2 separate regions of the Mus musculus genome follow, and region 1 is linked to region 2. Evidence: chromatin contacts called from public Micro-C data. All regions are on one chromosome and are shown on one strand. Each heading gives the region's core, a stretch centred on a gene start, on an enhancer-like site or on the middle of the called end of the contact. The rest is flanking DNA. Distances are from core to core; before and after follow the strand shown.

Region 1 (7,331 bases), core at 496-2,995, 290 kb after region 2:
ATGCTTTTATGGACATTCTGTGCCGTTTTACTTTTCTCTAAAGCTACTATTACTAGAATTATGGGTTACAAACTGTGTTCCAACTCAAGTTCGGCCATCCTTCTTCAGTAAGGCAGCTAAAAGTGCCAAATTAATGAAGGAAAAGAAAGCCACAAGAAAAAGAAAAGGAGATTTATTCAATGTGGCCACATCGGAAAGTGGGACACAGAGATCTTACTAATCCACAAATTCTGCCTTGGAGTTGGGTTTCCTGAGGATGAGGTTCAAATACAAAACAAAAGCTCTGCCTAACTAAACACTGGCAAATGTGGTCCCCAATCCATTCCTTTCTCAGCTCCAAATCTCTCCTGAAAGGTCATTTCCAGAAGATAAGTTTCTTCTCTGGATGTCCCCAGGGATTCAGCCGGTTTTTTTTTTTTTTTCCCTCCCAGCAGGAGATAGATCCCTAGGAGGAATTCTAATGTGTGTGCAGGCATATGTGCCTATCAGTGTACGGAGGCGGGGTGGGGGTGGGGGGAGAGGTGTCCATTTTTTTTTTTCCCAATGGGGTAAATAACAGGGTTAGTATATCTGTTTAGTATACACCCATTCCAGTCTTGATAGGCGGGTTACACCAACCCTTCCCTGAGCAACCGCTGGCCAAACTCCATTGCTGAACCTGCTGGCCTGCCTTTTCCAGTCCTAACTTAAAAGGGCATGGCTTTTTTTTCTTTTTTTCTTTTTTTCTTTTTTTTCCCCCCCTTCCCTTCTCTGGCCACCTGCCAAGATTAGCAGATTGCCTACCCTCTCAAACTCTAGTAAAATTGCCCCCCCCCCGAGCTTCCTTTTGAACATTTTAAATTTATTTGATTAAGGAGACTAAGAACCCCCAACGAGAGACCCTAGTAACAAGCATAAATTATGTTCCAAGCAGAATGGTGGCGCGCAGGTAGTACAACCTGCAGGCTGTTTTTCCATACCAAGAAGTAGTCTCCAATTCAATCTGTATATCTGGAAACTAAATTTAAAATTGGATTGAAACTCAGAATAAGGCAAAAGCTACTGTTACTGCAAGTAGGTACCAATTTGATAACACTCTGGCTTTCCGTTGCAGAGGAAGCACAGTTCAGTCTGTTATTTCATTTTGCTGTGCTGTTCCAGAAAACAGGTTGTGTGCCTCTTGCCTCAAAGTTTAACAGTCGCGATCTACTTTCAAAAGGCTTTAAGGCGGCATGTTATTTGGTATTCCAAGGAAGGCTGTTGAAAAGCCTTCCTTTCGCCCTTGCATTTCCTAGGTGACTTAAGTTAGCAGTGCAGGAACGTCTATTTTTGCTTAGCGGGGCAGCAAGACCGTGTAGACCAGACCCAAACACGTTAACTGGAGGAAACGACTCAAGAAGTTGAATGCCATTGGCCCTGAAGGTAGAGCTCAGTCCCTAGTCCGGAAGTGTTTTAGAAAAACGTTATTCCAACCTATTTGTTTGCCCCAGCAACGCTGGTCCCGCCACAGCGTCACACAGCAGGACAGCCGCATAGCCCACAGATCTGCTTCCCAGGTACCAGGCAGCCAGCAACCGTAGTCAGGTTGGGAGCGCACTCAATGCGCATGTCCGTAGTCCAGCCCCCGCCTCGCCCTCCCCGGCCACGCCCATGAGGTCTCCGCTGGAGGGCGGGGCCGCCCCGCTTGAATGGGGCGCGCATTCCTGTGGGACCACGTGACGCGGCCGCGCGGCCTGAGGTAAACAAGCGCGGCCCCGCCTCCTACCATCCGCGCGCTGCACTCCTGCTTGCGGGCGGGCGGCGCTCGTCTGAGCGGGCAGCTCCTCCAACCGTCCCCAGCGGCCGGCGCGGGGCACAGCTGCGCCAGCGTCCTACGCCCGAGTCCCCGGCCGAGCGCGCGCCCTCCGGTGCCCTCGGACCGCCCGCGCGCTGTGGCGCAGCACGAATTGGGTCGCGGCCCGGGCGCTATTCGCGGCTCCTGACGCGGCGGCCCGCGGCGCTGAGCTCAGCGCTATTCTCGGGCTCCGGGGCACTGCGCCCGAGGGTGTGTCTCCAAGCCGGGCTCGCAGCTATAAGGGGCCGCGGGCGGCCGCGGCCATGCAGCTCTACAGCAGCGTGTGCACCCATTACCCTGCGGGCACGCCGGGGCCCACGGCCGCCGCCCCGCCTGCCACCGCCGCCGCCGCCTTCAAGGTCTCCTTGCAGTCAGCCAGCCCCGCCGCCGCGGCCCCGGAGCCGGATACCGGAGAGCGCCCACCCGCCGCGGCCACCGAACCACGCGAAGCCGCCGCCGCCGCTGCCATGCCCGCCTTCTCTGCCTGCTTCGAGCGGTCCGGGTCCGCCGCCGCCCCGCCGGGCGCGTGCAGCAAGCCGCCGCTGCCGCCGCACTTCACGTCCACGGCGCACATCGCCGTGCGGGCCCTGGGCGCCGAGCGCCTCCTGCTGCCGCCACCCTCAGCCCCCTCGCCGCCGCGTCGCGGTTCCTCTGCCTGGCTGCTGGAAGAGCTGCTCCGGCCCGACGAGCCCGCGGCCCCGAACGCCGTCCGCGACGCTCCGGACAGGAACTTCCGACTGAGCGAGCACCGCCAGGCCCTGGCAGCCTCCCAGCACCGGGCCCCTGCACCGGCCCCCGTCGGCCCGGAGCCCGGCGCCGGCCCGGGCTCCGGCCCGTGGGGTGAAGAGCGCCGGGCGGAGCGCAGTTCCCGGGGTTGGGACCGGGCGAGCGGTCGCAGCGACGCCTCCGGGTCTGACGCGCTCCGACGGCAAGATCCCGAAGCCGAGGCTCACCCGGTTCCGGCACCCGCTCGGAGCAGCGGCGAGCCGGCCCAGAACGGCGAAGGCGAAGCCGTAGGCACGTCCCGGGCGGATCCCAGGGACGAGAAGCTAGCCCTGTACCTGGCCGAGGTGGAGAGGCAGGACAAGTACCTGAGGCAGAGAAACAAGTACCGATTCCACATCATCCCCGACGGCAACTGCCTCTACCGAGCTGTCAGCAAGACTGTGTACGGGGACCAGAGCCTGCACCGGGAGCTGAGGGAGCAGACCGTGCACTACATCGCGGACCACCTGGACCACTTCAGCCCACTCATTGAGGGCGACGTGGGGGAGTTTATTATCGCTGCTGCCCAAGATGGGGCGTGGGCCGGATATCCCGAATTGCTGGCCATGGGGCAGATGCTGAATGTGAATATACACTTAACTACTGGAGGGAGGCTGGAGAGCCCCACCGTGTCTACCATGATCCACTATCTGGGCCCAGAGGATTCTCTACGGCCCAGTATTTGGCTCAGTTGGCTCAGCAATGGACACTATGATGCTGTTTTTGACCACTCCTATCCTAACCCAGAGTATGACAATTGGTGCAAGCAAACCCAGATACAGAAAAAACGCGATGAAGAACTTGCCAAGTCCATGGCCATATCCCTGTCCAAAATGTATATTGAACAAAATGCATGCTCTTGAAAAGTCTGAGGACCTGACAAGTTGGGGGAAATGGCGCGTGTCAGTTGTGTTGGGAGAACCACACGAACTCTAATTAGGGTAATGGCACTTTTCACTTTCCTAGTAGACTGACTTTAGGTGTAATGCCTTAATCAGTTTTTGAATGTCCTCTCAGAGCCGCAGGTTGCTGGGCACCTGAATGATGTTTCCTGATAGCTTTGGGTGAGCCTACTGCTATTTAAAATTTGCTGTATAAAGTGAGTGCTACTTAATTTGCAAGCTGATGTCTCACGGTATGAATTTGTTCATTCCTGGTAGTCTATTTTCTATAAAAATGTATTTTTGCACATTTTTAAAAATGGGTGTACTTTCATCTATTGCCTTGTTCCAATTTCGAGAAATGGCTTTTAAGCAGAATCCAGAGAAGTGCTTTCTATGAAGTTTATTTCAGTTTGTGATTTAGTAACTAGTTTATTGTTGGAATATTTCACAATTCTTAATTATTTCAAATGGATATTGACACATTATGTTACCAGATGATTAGCCCATTCCATTTTGATGAAAAAAACCTATTGGGGAGGGGGGGAGAGAAGATGTTATTTTTTTAAGAAATGGTTCATTTTGAAGAAGTTAAGGAAGGGATAGCTTTGGGACGATTTTTTTTTTTTTAATGACAGTACCAGGCCTTACTTGAAGTCTGCTATTTGCTGACGGCAGAATGATAATTCTGTACTCTTATGTTTATAGAGTAGATTGGTGTTCTCGATTGTGTTCGTTTTATTCATCAACTTAGGAAAGGCTTTTATGAACTTTTGTGAGAAGGTCAGCCTCCTGCATTATACAGCTTCTTGATTTCAACACTGTTTTTAGCAGGAAGCTTTTGTCTTAATATTCTGTCGTTTTAAAGTTCTTCCAAAAGGCAAAATAGAATTCACTTTGTATTATGTAAAAATGTAAGCCACTTGTATGGTTTGCTGGGTCAAACAGTGTTTCCACCCCACCCCCCATCAAAAAAAAATCCATGTTGCCACTTTAACTACTTTTAGTGTATTTATTAGGTAATGCAGTTTGTACTTTTTTATTTTGTAACATTTTGTGATTTTTTTTGTACAATAATTATTTGTACAATGTAGCAGTTCTCAGCTGATGGAATGAATGAATAAAATGTATACTTTTACATCTTTCTGGGTAGAGTGGTTTTTAAGTAGCCAAATCTCTTAAGAACTTTTTTTAAATGTACACATTTTTTTCAAGTGTAAATATGTCCCAGAATCCTGAGAGGTTTGTCAAATTCTCACATGAATGGGAAGTCTAGTCATATTAAAGGGTAAGTCTCAATGAAATATAATTGAAAGGTGAAATGGCTAAAGAAATTGCTCTTATTATTTCTAATTATAATTCTATCAAATTTTATCTGTGCCTATTGACTAATGAACAAGGGAGTGTAATTTGACAGCCCAAGTCTAATTAAATGTTATACTTTGTGACCCATTCTTTTGGGGTAGACTTTTCTGTATTAAAGAGTTGCCAAAGTGGTGTCCAGAATTTACCTAATCTGGTTGTCATGGCAATGAGAATCTACTTTAAAATGTGCTAACCAGATTTAGTTCTAAAATGCATTTTATGTTATATATGTGCCCCCTTCAGAAATCACAATTCCCACTAGGTGGGGCATTTGGAAAGAGATTAAATCCTGAGGGCTCTGGCCTCTTAAATAAGCCCCATGAAAGGGCTGGAAGATTTAGCTTTAGGCCTTTTTTGGACCTATGCAGTTCATGGATGCCTGGAATCTGTAAGTAACTGACCTTTATCAAACATGGCAGTTTCTTGGACTTCACAGCCTCTAAAAGGGAATAAATTTCTTTTATACTTAACCCAGTTTCAAGTGTTTTTTTTTCTAGCAACACAAAGAAGTGAATACTGGATTAAAAGACCACACCAATCTGTGTATATAATGTTGGGTGTGAGGTATCTTGCAGAATATAGCTAATTTGGGTTTATTCTCAGTAGATTGCTTAGATACCACAGTTGTAGACACTGGAATCTGTTAACTACATGCTTGGAAGGATTACATTGTTTATCAAGGAAAGAAAATATCAGAAATTTAAATGTTAATTGTGGATCTCTAGAGGTTTCGGTAAAGTTTTGTCCTCCCTGGTTACATAATGTGGTCAGGAACAAATGCTATTTGAATTATGCGACTAGCCACTGCTTTATTTATTTTGTGAACTTTGGAGATGGTGAGAACCTAGACCAGAAAGTGGAGTGGATAATGTTCCTCAGAGTATCCTTCAACCTTTTACTGACCTGAATAGGTTACTTGTGTTTTCAAATCAGAATTCCTGGCCATAGGTTTCCACTGGAAAGTGTGAGGATTTTAACACAGCTTCTAAGATGACATGCTAGTGAGATAGAGTACAAGGCACAAGGGCAGTTGTCAGCTTCAGCCAATGCAATGCTAGTTCAATGCATATATTTCTACATCTTTGGGGTCAGAGTGATGTTTTTCATGTGAGGTGTGGGTAGGAACCTTTCTTATGTGCACACAGTGGGTTTTTTTTTGTGTGTGTGTGTGTGTGATGAAATATGAGATGGTTTTTAGTTGTCTGGTCTGAATAGTTTCTTATGTACCCATTTGTCCTGTGTGGCTTTGTGCTTATTTTATTGTCTTTGAAGAAGGAAATACAGTATTCACTTCTTTCTATTTCGTATTCTCTGCTACTGCTGTGCCAATTTTATGTGTCAGTAGTGGCAAGCTTGGATCACTAAGCACAGGAAATGGACATCTGAAAAGATAGGTGATAATAAGGTTTATTCTTCTTTGCATTTATTTTAGCAAGCAGATTATTAAGCATTTATTCCTTCAGCTACTTTTTGCAGAGCAGCCAAGACCCAGAACCTTGTAAAGGAGACAGCGGATGCTGTGAATTACATCAAGTTTCTTTTGAATTTATTTCTCTCTAAATCCTGGTAAGGATAAGATCTAAATACACCCAGCAATTGTTTTCAGGTAAATTAGTGAGAAAAATCATACTATTAACTTGAATATTTTATTGAAGTGGCTTATAGATTAAAAGCTACGCTAAAGATTAGGTGTGATGATAAATCTGTAAATTCTGCTTGGGAAGCTGAAGCAGCAGAAGGCCAGTCTCTGCTAAATAGGAAGTCTTAGGTCAGTCTGGGATCTATAGGCAGACCCTACCACAGAAGAACCAAAGAAACCAAAAGCCCTATGATAAAATTATTATTTTTTAAAGATTTACTTACTTATTATATATGAGTACACTGTAGCTGTCTTCAGACACACCAGAGAGGGCATCAGATCTCTTTACAGATGGTTGTGAGTCACCATGTAGTTGCTGAGATTTGAACTCAGAACCTCTGGAAGAGCAGTCAGTGCTTTTAACTGCTTAACCATTTCTGCAGCCCGATAAAATAATTATTAATGTGCATTTGACTACTGCCTGAAATCTGAGACAGCAGGGAATTCAGCATTTTCAGAGAAGCATAGTATCTGAATCTTTTGTTCATTTTCTGCTCAGATGTTTTCTCAGAGATAAAATTTACCTGTTTTAGTGTATTTAATGAGATTGGTTGTTAAATCACTGCAGATAACGTGCCTGGGGAGCTTTCATTACACACACACACACACACACACACACACACACAGCTTTCCTCTGAAACCACTTTTATAAGCTGAATGCCTGAGGATCCCATGATCATCACGATTGGTTTGCCCTGGGGTATGTAACCAGCCCTATGATGAGAGGTTTTCTTTGTAGTTTTGTCCACGAATAAAAACAAAAATAGGATCTTGAGGTATTATGAAATGTATATTTTTCTCTTAATTCACCACAATACTAAGGGAGAGCTGGCAAGGCATCTGAGAAGGAAAGTGTTTGTTCTTATGC
Region 2 (7,569 bases), core at 1,538-4,037:
AGGTGACCTTGCTCATTCCTTCTTTCCAAATAGTTTTAAGTAGCAAAAAGTCTATTGACTTTTGCCCTGGTATCCACTTTAGTGGTCAGTCCCTCTTATTCCTCTGTAGATTCAATGATCATTTTGGTAGATCCTCCATCTTTTTCTTTTAGGGACTTATTTAGCATTACTTTCTCCCCCCTCCTCCCCTTGTGTGTATAGCTTGCAGAGAACTGTGGGAGATACACAGAGATGATGCTGTAGAGCTTAGCCTTTATTGAAGTTTCTCACAACCAATAGAGGACCAGCTGAGTATTGTATCATCCTCACAAAAACACAACCACAGTTTAAACAACACATGAATGTGTTTGTCTCTCTTACCATAGGGGTACAACTCAGGGCTTGACTATTGCCTTGCATCCCTGACACCCAGGCTCCATGCATCTCCTGCTCAGCACCAGGGTGCAAATCTTATCTTCATGCATACCAGAAAACTGCCAGTGCTTCAGCCATCACAACTTATTCCCAAGTGGAAAGGAAAGGCAAAAACAGCTGGTGCAGAGTCTCTGACTGGTTTTCCTAGCAGTCTTCCAGTGGTGTTTGCTTTTGTCGTTTTCCAGAGAGACGTCATGTGATCACCAAGAGCAAGAGAGTGAGCACACTGTGACTCTCCAAAAAACTGAGAGATCTCTATAAGTAAACCAGGAACTGAAAGACCTCTTTTAAATAGACCAGGAAGAGTGTGGTTGGTCGGGCATTTCAGAGACTAAACCATGGAGTATATAAAATCAAGAGTAAACTGTTAAGTGGGTTTTATCAGGTTAAAGCCTTATGGCCAGGAATTCGAAGATTGGCCCATGATATCTCTCTCTCTCTCTCTCTCTCTCTATTTATTATTATATGTAAGTACACCACCCGGCTCAAGAATATTTCTTTGCGTTTTTGTGTTCTTTTAAAAAACCTATTTATATTATGTATATGAGAACATTGTAGCTGTCTTCAGACACACCACAAGAGGGTGTCAGATCTCATTACAGATGGTCGTGAAGCACCATGTGGTTGCTGGGATTTGAACTCAGGACCTTTGGAAGAGCATTCAGTACTCTTGACTGATGAGCCATCTCTCCATCCCATCCCATGATCTTTCTTGATAGGTGGGCATGGGAGTGGGGGCAGAAAGCCCTGTGCCAGGATGAGATGAAAGTTCTCAAAGCAGTGGATAGAGGAAACAGGGAGAGGGAAGGATCCAGGAAGGCTTCCCTCTGTTTTCTGGGAGTGTGAAGATCTGCAGAGATCTGCAAATACTAGCTGACTCCACCTCCAGGGATGCAGATGTTACAGTACTCTGTATACTCACTGACATGTTGATTAATCGGAAAGAACAGAAAGTCCAGAAACAGATCCCTGTATTGATAAAAACAAACAAACGAACCAACCAACCAACCAACCAACCTGGGGTTTCTCCCCAGTGGGTGTGTGCGACCCTGAGGCCGTGAATGCTAGCCATTGCTCTACTACAGAGCTGCATTCTCAGCCATACACTGATTTTGACAAGAACTCAAATGCAGGCAGTAGAGAACAAAAAAAAAAAAATTACCTTATTTTAAAAAATGAATAAATAAATAAAAATTAACTCAGATAGATAATAGACCTAAATGTAAAACTTAAAACTATAAAATTAGCAGAAGAAAACACATAAAATATTTTGTAATATTGGACTAGCTCCATTTGTTAAATATGTTACCCCTAAGCCGCCACAAACTATAAAAAACAAAAACAAACCATCAAACCGATAAAATGAAGTTTAACAAAATGTAAAACTTCCCATCCCAAGACACAATTAGGAAACAGAAAAACACAGCCCACAGTCTCGGGAAGGGAAATTTGTGAGGAAACGATTTGATAATGGCTTTGTGCCCAGAGAATATATGGAAGAACCTTGAAAAAAATCCACAACAAGTAAATCTAATAATAAATGGGCAAAACCATGTATGATTTAGCAATGGCTAATTGTCAGTTACTGAAAGATAACACAAGAGAAGCCTATTACTGTAAGAAGTTTAAGTCTAACTTTGTAGTGATGCATGTCTATAAACTCAGTCCCGAGGCAGGAAGATTCCAAGTTTGAGGACGCTTGGACAACATAGAGAGATTAGATCTCAAAAACCGAAGCAAAACAAACGAACGAACAAAAAACCCAACCAACCAACCAACAACAAAAAAACAGGCCTGAGTAATCAAGTGTAGGAAGGGGATGATGACAGGAGCTTTCATACATTGCTAGTGAAGCAGCCGTTGCCCTTGAGACCTGGCTATTCCTCTTCCAGGTATCCAAAAAAAAGGCATGTACAGGAACGCTCCTGGCAGCTTTGTTTTTGATGTGCAAAAATTAGAACAGCCTAAACTAATGAGTAACAGTTTAGTATAATGGAATATTATTCAGAACAACAACAACAACAAAAAAAAGATTTGTGCATAATGTAACGCAAAAAACCAAGCAGCAATGTCCAGATAATTATGTTGAGTAAGGGAAGCCAGAAATAACCAACTGCAATTAGTATGACTTCTGGAAAACCTAAACAAACTGAAACACAGCAAGTTTTAGACTAGTCATGATTCCAATCGGAGTAAGGTACTGCGGGAGGAGGAGGCAGTGGAGTCCCGGGATATTCCACACACTCCGCGAAGATCAAGGTCAAGAGGAGCAAGAGGATAAGTTAAGTGGTGGGGGTAGGGTGGAGCACCAGAAGAAAAGGAGAGCCTGGAGGAGGGGAAGAGACCTGGGCAGAGGGGAGGGATCCGGCGGAGGGTGGGGGTTGGGTAGGCTTGGGAGGAAACCCGTTGGTGGCAGCGTCATGGCGCGACTGCTGCGAGCGCTGCGGGGTCTGCCTTTGCTGCAGGCGCCTGGACGGCTGGCTCGGGGTTGCGCGGGATCGGGAAGCAAGGACACAGGTAGGTCCTCAATCGCTGCCGTCTCTCGTGGCTTTCGGTTTCACAGTCCTGGCTGACCCTGGGCGGCCTCCTGTGAGGTCCTGAGAGACTGGTCCCAGCGGCCCGCTGCCTGAGTTGCGGAGCAGAGCAACGCGTTTGGTAAACTTGGTGTGCTGGGGGAGCACTGATGCCGGAGAGGATCGAATCTTCTCCTATGCTTGCATACAGTTCGTTTATATGTTACATTTTGGTGTACAAAGTCGTGTTAGGAGCCATGGTGTTGTCAGGGACCCAGTGGCGGTCAACAGCCGTACCTTGTGCGCCCTCTCCTGGGCGGGAGTTAATCCTTGCCCTCCCCCCCCCCCCCCCCACTTCCTTCGGGAGGACTGCTAGTTGCCTCCTGTCCTGTGAGACTGGCCCACTGCACCATCACGGGTGCTGCTGCAACACTATCTTGGTTTTGTGTGACTCTAGGTTTTGAGATGTGTGGGTGAATTATTCTCGTGTTCCAACAGGTTGTTAGTGGCTAAGAGACAGGATGGGGTGGAATGGTAAGTGCTTTTTGCCCTCATTTGTGAATCCGGACACTTTTGCATCTTCCCTGGGAGGAGTAGGAGTCTTTGAGGAGTCCCAGGTGTAATTCTCTGTAATTTCGTGGCCCTGTGGTTTAGCACTGGGCAGCTGCTCTCCTGACCTCCTTTCCAACCCAGTTTTATATCTTATGCTGCTTAGGAAAAGTCTTGGAAAGATCAGGAATTCAAGGCCCATACCTAAACATGATAAAAGCAATCTACAGCAAACCAGTAGTCAACATCAAAGTAAATGGTGAGAAACTGGAAGCATTCCCACTAAAATCAGGGACTAGACAAGGCTGCCCACTTTCTCCCTACCTATTCAACATTGTACTTGAAGTCCTAGCCACAGCAATTAGACAACAAAAGGAGATAAGGGGGATACAAATTGGAAAGGAAGAAGTCAAAATATCACTTTTTTGCAGATGATATGATAGTATATATAAGTGACCCTAAAAATTCCACCAGAGAACTCCTAAACCTGATAAACAGCTTCAATGAAGTAGCTGGATATAAAATTAACTCAAACAAGTCAATGGCCTTTCTCTACACAAAGGATAAACAGGCTGAGAAAGAAATTAGGGAAACAACACCCTTCACAATAGTCACAAATCATATAAAATACCTTGGCGTGACTCTAACTAAGGAAGTGAAAGATCTGTATAAAAAGAACTTCAAGTCTCTGAAGAAAGAAATTAAAGAAGATCTCAGAAGATGGAAAGATCTCCCATGCTCATGGATCGGCAGGGTCAATATAGTAAAAATGGCTATCTTGCCAAAAGCAATCTACAGATTCAATGCAATCCCCATCAAAATTCCAACTCAATTCTTCAACGAATTAGAAAGGGCAATCTGCAAATTCATCTGGAATAACAAAAAACCTATGGTAGCAAAAACTCTTCACATGGCAGCTTATAACTCACTCTAGTTCCAGGGGATCCATGGCACCAGGCATGCACATGGTGCACAGGTATATACGTGATGCAGGTAAAATACCCATACAAGTAAAGTAAGTCTTACAAGGAGAATAAGAACAGAAGCAGGGGATGGTTCTGTGGTTAAGATCTCGATTGTCAGTGGGCATGAGTTCGGATCCTAGCTCCCCCACAGAACTTTACTGGCATGTGTGAGCATGAGCATCCATAACAAATGCTAAGCAGTGGGCATAAACGGCATGTGTTTCTCACCATGTGAGAGGCTGATAGATCAAATATCAAGCAGATAGCTTTGGTTCCAATGGAGACCCACCATCTGGGTCCCCTGTCCTGTGTGTGTTCACATGGGCTTTCTGCAGTGCAAGTGCAGTGGAGACAGAAGCTCACAGTTCCTCTCCACTGTCTCTCCTGACCCTGCCTCTGGTATGAAGATAAAGCCTAGAAGCTGGCATACACAGGGCGATCACACTCTACTGAATTACACCTTCTGCTTTTCCAATATCTTTACTAAGACGCTAATTGAGGGAGCTGACGTGGCTGTTCAGCAGTTAAGTGCAAGTTTTGCTTTTGCAGAGGACCTGAGTTCAGGTGTAGACACGCGCATCAGGGGGCTCACATCCATTTGAAACTCCAGTTGCAGGGGAGCTACTGCCCTCTTCTGGCCTTCCCTGGCAACCACACACATGACATACATTCCCAAAGACGTGTGCACAGCAACATAAATAATAAATGAATAAAAATAAATACATTTAAAATTAACATAATAAGATCCTTGCTTCTCATGACCTAATCTACTTTGAAGATAAGGACACGCATAATGTAAAGTAACTGGGAGGAGAATGATAAGTCATGTTGGTGTTTAACAAAAAAGAGAGAGAGAGAAACAGCACTTGCTGATGTCTGCCTGTAATCCCTGGGTCTCAAGGCCAACTTGGGCTCTATAGTGAGTTCCGGGCCCACTGTGACTGTATAGGGAGGCTTCCCAAAACAAAACACAAAGGCAGAATCAGCTCTGTTAATTTAAGATAAAGCAGACATCAGAGTAGAGCTGTCAGGGATAAAAAGAGAATTGTAGTACTTCACAGTGATAAAGAAATCCGTTCTTCAAGAAGATATGACCGTCTTTAATGTGTATGAACTTAACAGCATAGTGTCAAATTGTGACCTGAGAGCAAATGCTGGGAGATTTAACATCCTCTGTTAGAAGTGGAGATATCAGCAGGCAGGCAGACAGACAGCGATGGCAAGAGCTGAATTCAACAGCATCACCAACCCACCAGGTATAATTGGCATCTATGAATGGTTCCATCCAGGGAGACGGGGAGTTAGAACGGAAAAGAAAAGGCGGAAGGAGATTGCCAATGTCAGGGCAGGACAAACAGGGACATGTTTTTTGGGAACTCCAAGGTTGTGGCTCAGAGTTACTGGAACATCACAGAATGTACTACTTCCAAGTGGCGCCTGTGACCAAGGCACAGATGGCTTCAGAAGTCATGTTTGGGAACCATTCTGAGGGTATCATGTCACACTGAACTGTTTGGAGCCGTGACAGAGTCAAATCAGAAGTGGCCCAATAAGAGAAAGGCTCGTGAGGAAGCTGCAATCCTCTGTGCTGGAGGTGGCCGGAAGACGATGGCAACTTGATCTTAGGCGGTAATGGAAATGAATTGAGATTTGCAGGCTGCAGAGGATGCCGAACCACAGAACTTGGTTAGGGACAAAAAGGAAAGGTTCTGGTTTGTGTGGCTGCTGAGCACACAAGTCCAGATGTGGGTTGAGATGGGGGGGGGGGGGAATGTGTGTAGTTCAGATGGACATGAGTACAGACTTCCAGATTGTGATTATAAATGGAGGTGGACAGCCCATCTGTCTATAATGGAGGAAAACCAAGGTTTGGGGGTCTGTATTAGGGGCTGGGATTTGGAGATATTAAAGTGATCAAATCTCCCAAGGCTGCAGTATGAAGACAAAAGGAAGCCTAGGACAGACATACCTTCCCCTCCCTGAGGCCTGTTTAATAAGCATTTGAGCCTGTCTTTGTTTATTGGTAGGTTGAAGAGCTGAACAATTATAAACTCCTTTCACTGTTGAACAATAAAACATTTATTATCTGTATTAGGCTTTTGTTCTGGTTGGGTTTTACTTGTTTGTTTGCTATTATTGTTGTTAACTAGACACAAGCTGGAGTTATTTGAGAAGAGGAGTCTTAATTGAAAAACTACCACTATCCAGTAGGCAAATCCGGCAGAGCATTTTGTTGATTGACAATTGCTGTGGGAGGACCCAGCCCCACTCTAGGCCTTGGCTTCCCTGGGTAAGGTGGTCCTGGCTGAAAGAAAGCACACTGAGGGTGCAAGTCTTGAGGAGCAAGCCTGTAAGCAGCCGTTCTCCATCATGTCTGCTACAGTACTGCCTCCAGATTTTGTACCTCCTGAGTTCCTGTCCTGGCTTCCCTCAGTGATGGAGTCTGAGCTCAGTGAGAGCTATGAGATGGAATTAACCTCTTTACTCCCAAGCTGTTGGCCATGCTGTTTTATTACTGCAATAGAAGCCCTAAGTAAGACAGCTTTCTGCCCACCTTAACTAAATAGAACCTTCTCCTAGATGCTTTGGGTACATGTGTCTATATAAAAATAAGGCAGGCCAGATGGGAGAAGCACATGCCTTTGATCCCAGCACTCTGGAGGCAGAGGCAGGAGGATTTCTGTGAGTTCAAGGCCAGCCTGGTCTACAGAGCAAGTTCCAGGACAGCCAGGGTTACATAAAGAAACCCTGTCTCCAAAAAGAAAAAGAAAGGAAAAAAAGTAATAATAATACAGAAGTCATGAGGAACAGAAGGAAGGGGAACAAAATATGTTTTTGTTTGTTTGTTTCAAGAAATTGTGAAGCACAGTAATATTTCAGCCAGGACTGTGAGGAGGTCAAGGCTGACCAGGCCACATTAGTGATGAGGCAGGCTGAACTTTTCAAGACCTTATCTCGAACCAAACAGACAAGCAAACAAATAACAGATTAGGTTAGACCACAGAGTCACTTTCAGGCTATATACAATACAATCTCTGTGCGAGAGAATATTTAGTAGAGAGCGTTTAATAGCTCCTTCCTCAAAGACCATCTCTGTCCAATCCTCTCCTTACTCCCGGCTGGCCCTG

What was found. Hi-C and Micro-C count contacts between places; a contact is called where the count stands out from the background.
Region 1: a Micro-C map of embryonic stem cells shows a contact between it and region 2, with 3 times the contacts expected there. The contact joins the promoter of Otud1 here to the promoter of Msrb2 in region 2. A contact is called at or near these places in 1 of 39 promoter capture datasets (liver), 1 of 484 Hi-C or Micro-C datasets (embryonic stem cells) and 1 of 115 datasets of contacts at active chromatin or transcription factors (memory CD8 T cells).

What each region holds. Positions count from the first base shown.
Region 1 is chr2:19,655,986-19,663,316 of GRCm38.p6, forward strand. Otud1 (OTU domain containing 1) reads left to right here and starts at 1,746. Exons shown (of 1, transcript NM_027715.2): 1 at 1,746-5,294. The coding sequence starts at 2,077. The coding sequence ends at 3,441. Gm3230 (predicted gene 3230) reads right to left here and starts at 1,912. Exons shown (of 1, transcript NR_033642.1): 1 at 1-1,912.
Region 2 is chr2:19,368,849-19,376,417 of GRCm38.p6, forward strand. Msrb2 (methionine sulfoxide reductase B2) reads left to right here and starts at 2,788. Exons shown (of 5, transcript NM_029619.2): 1 at 2,788-2,931. The coding sequence starts at 2,835.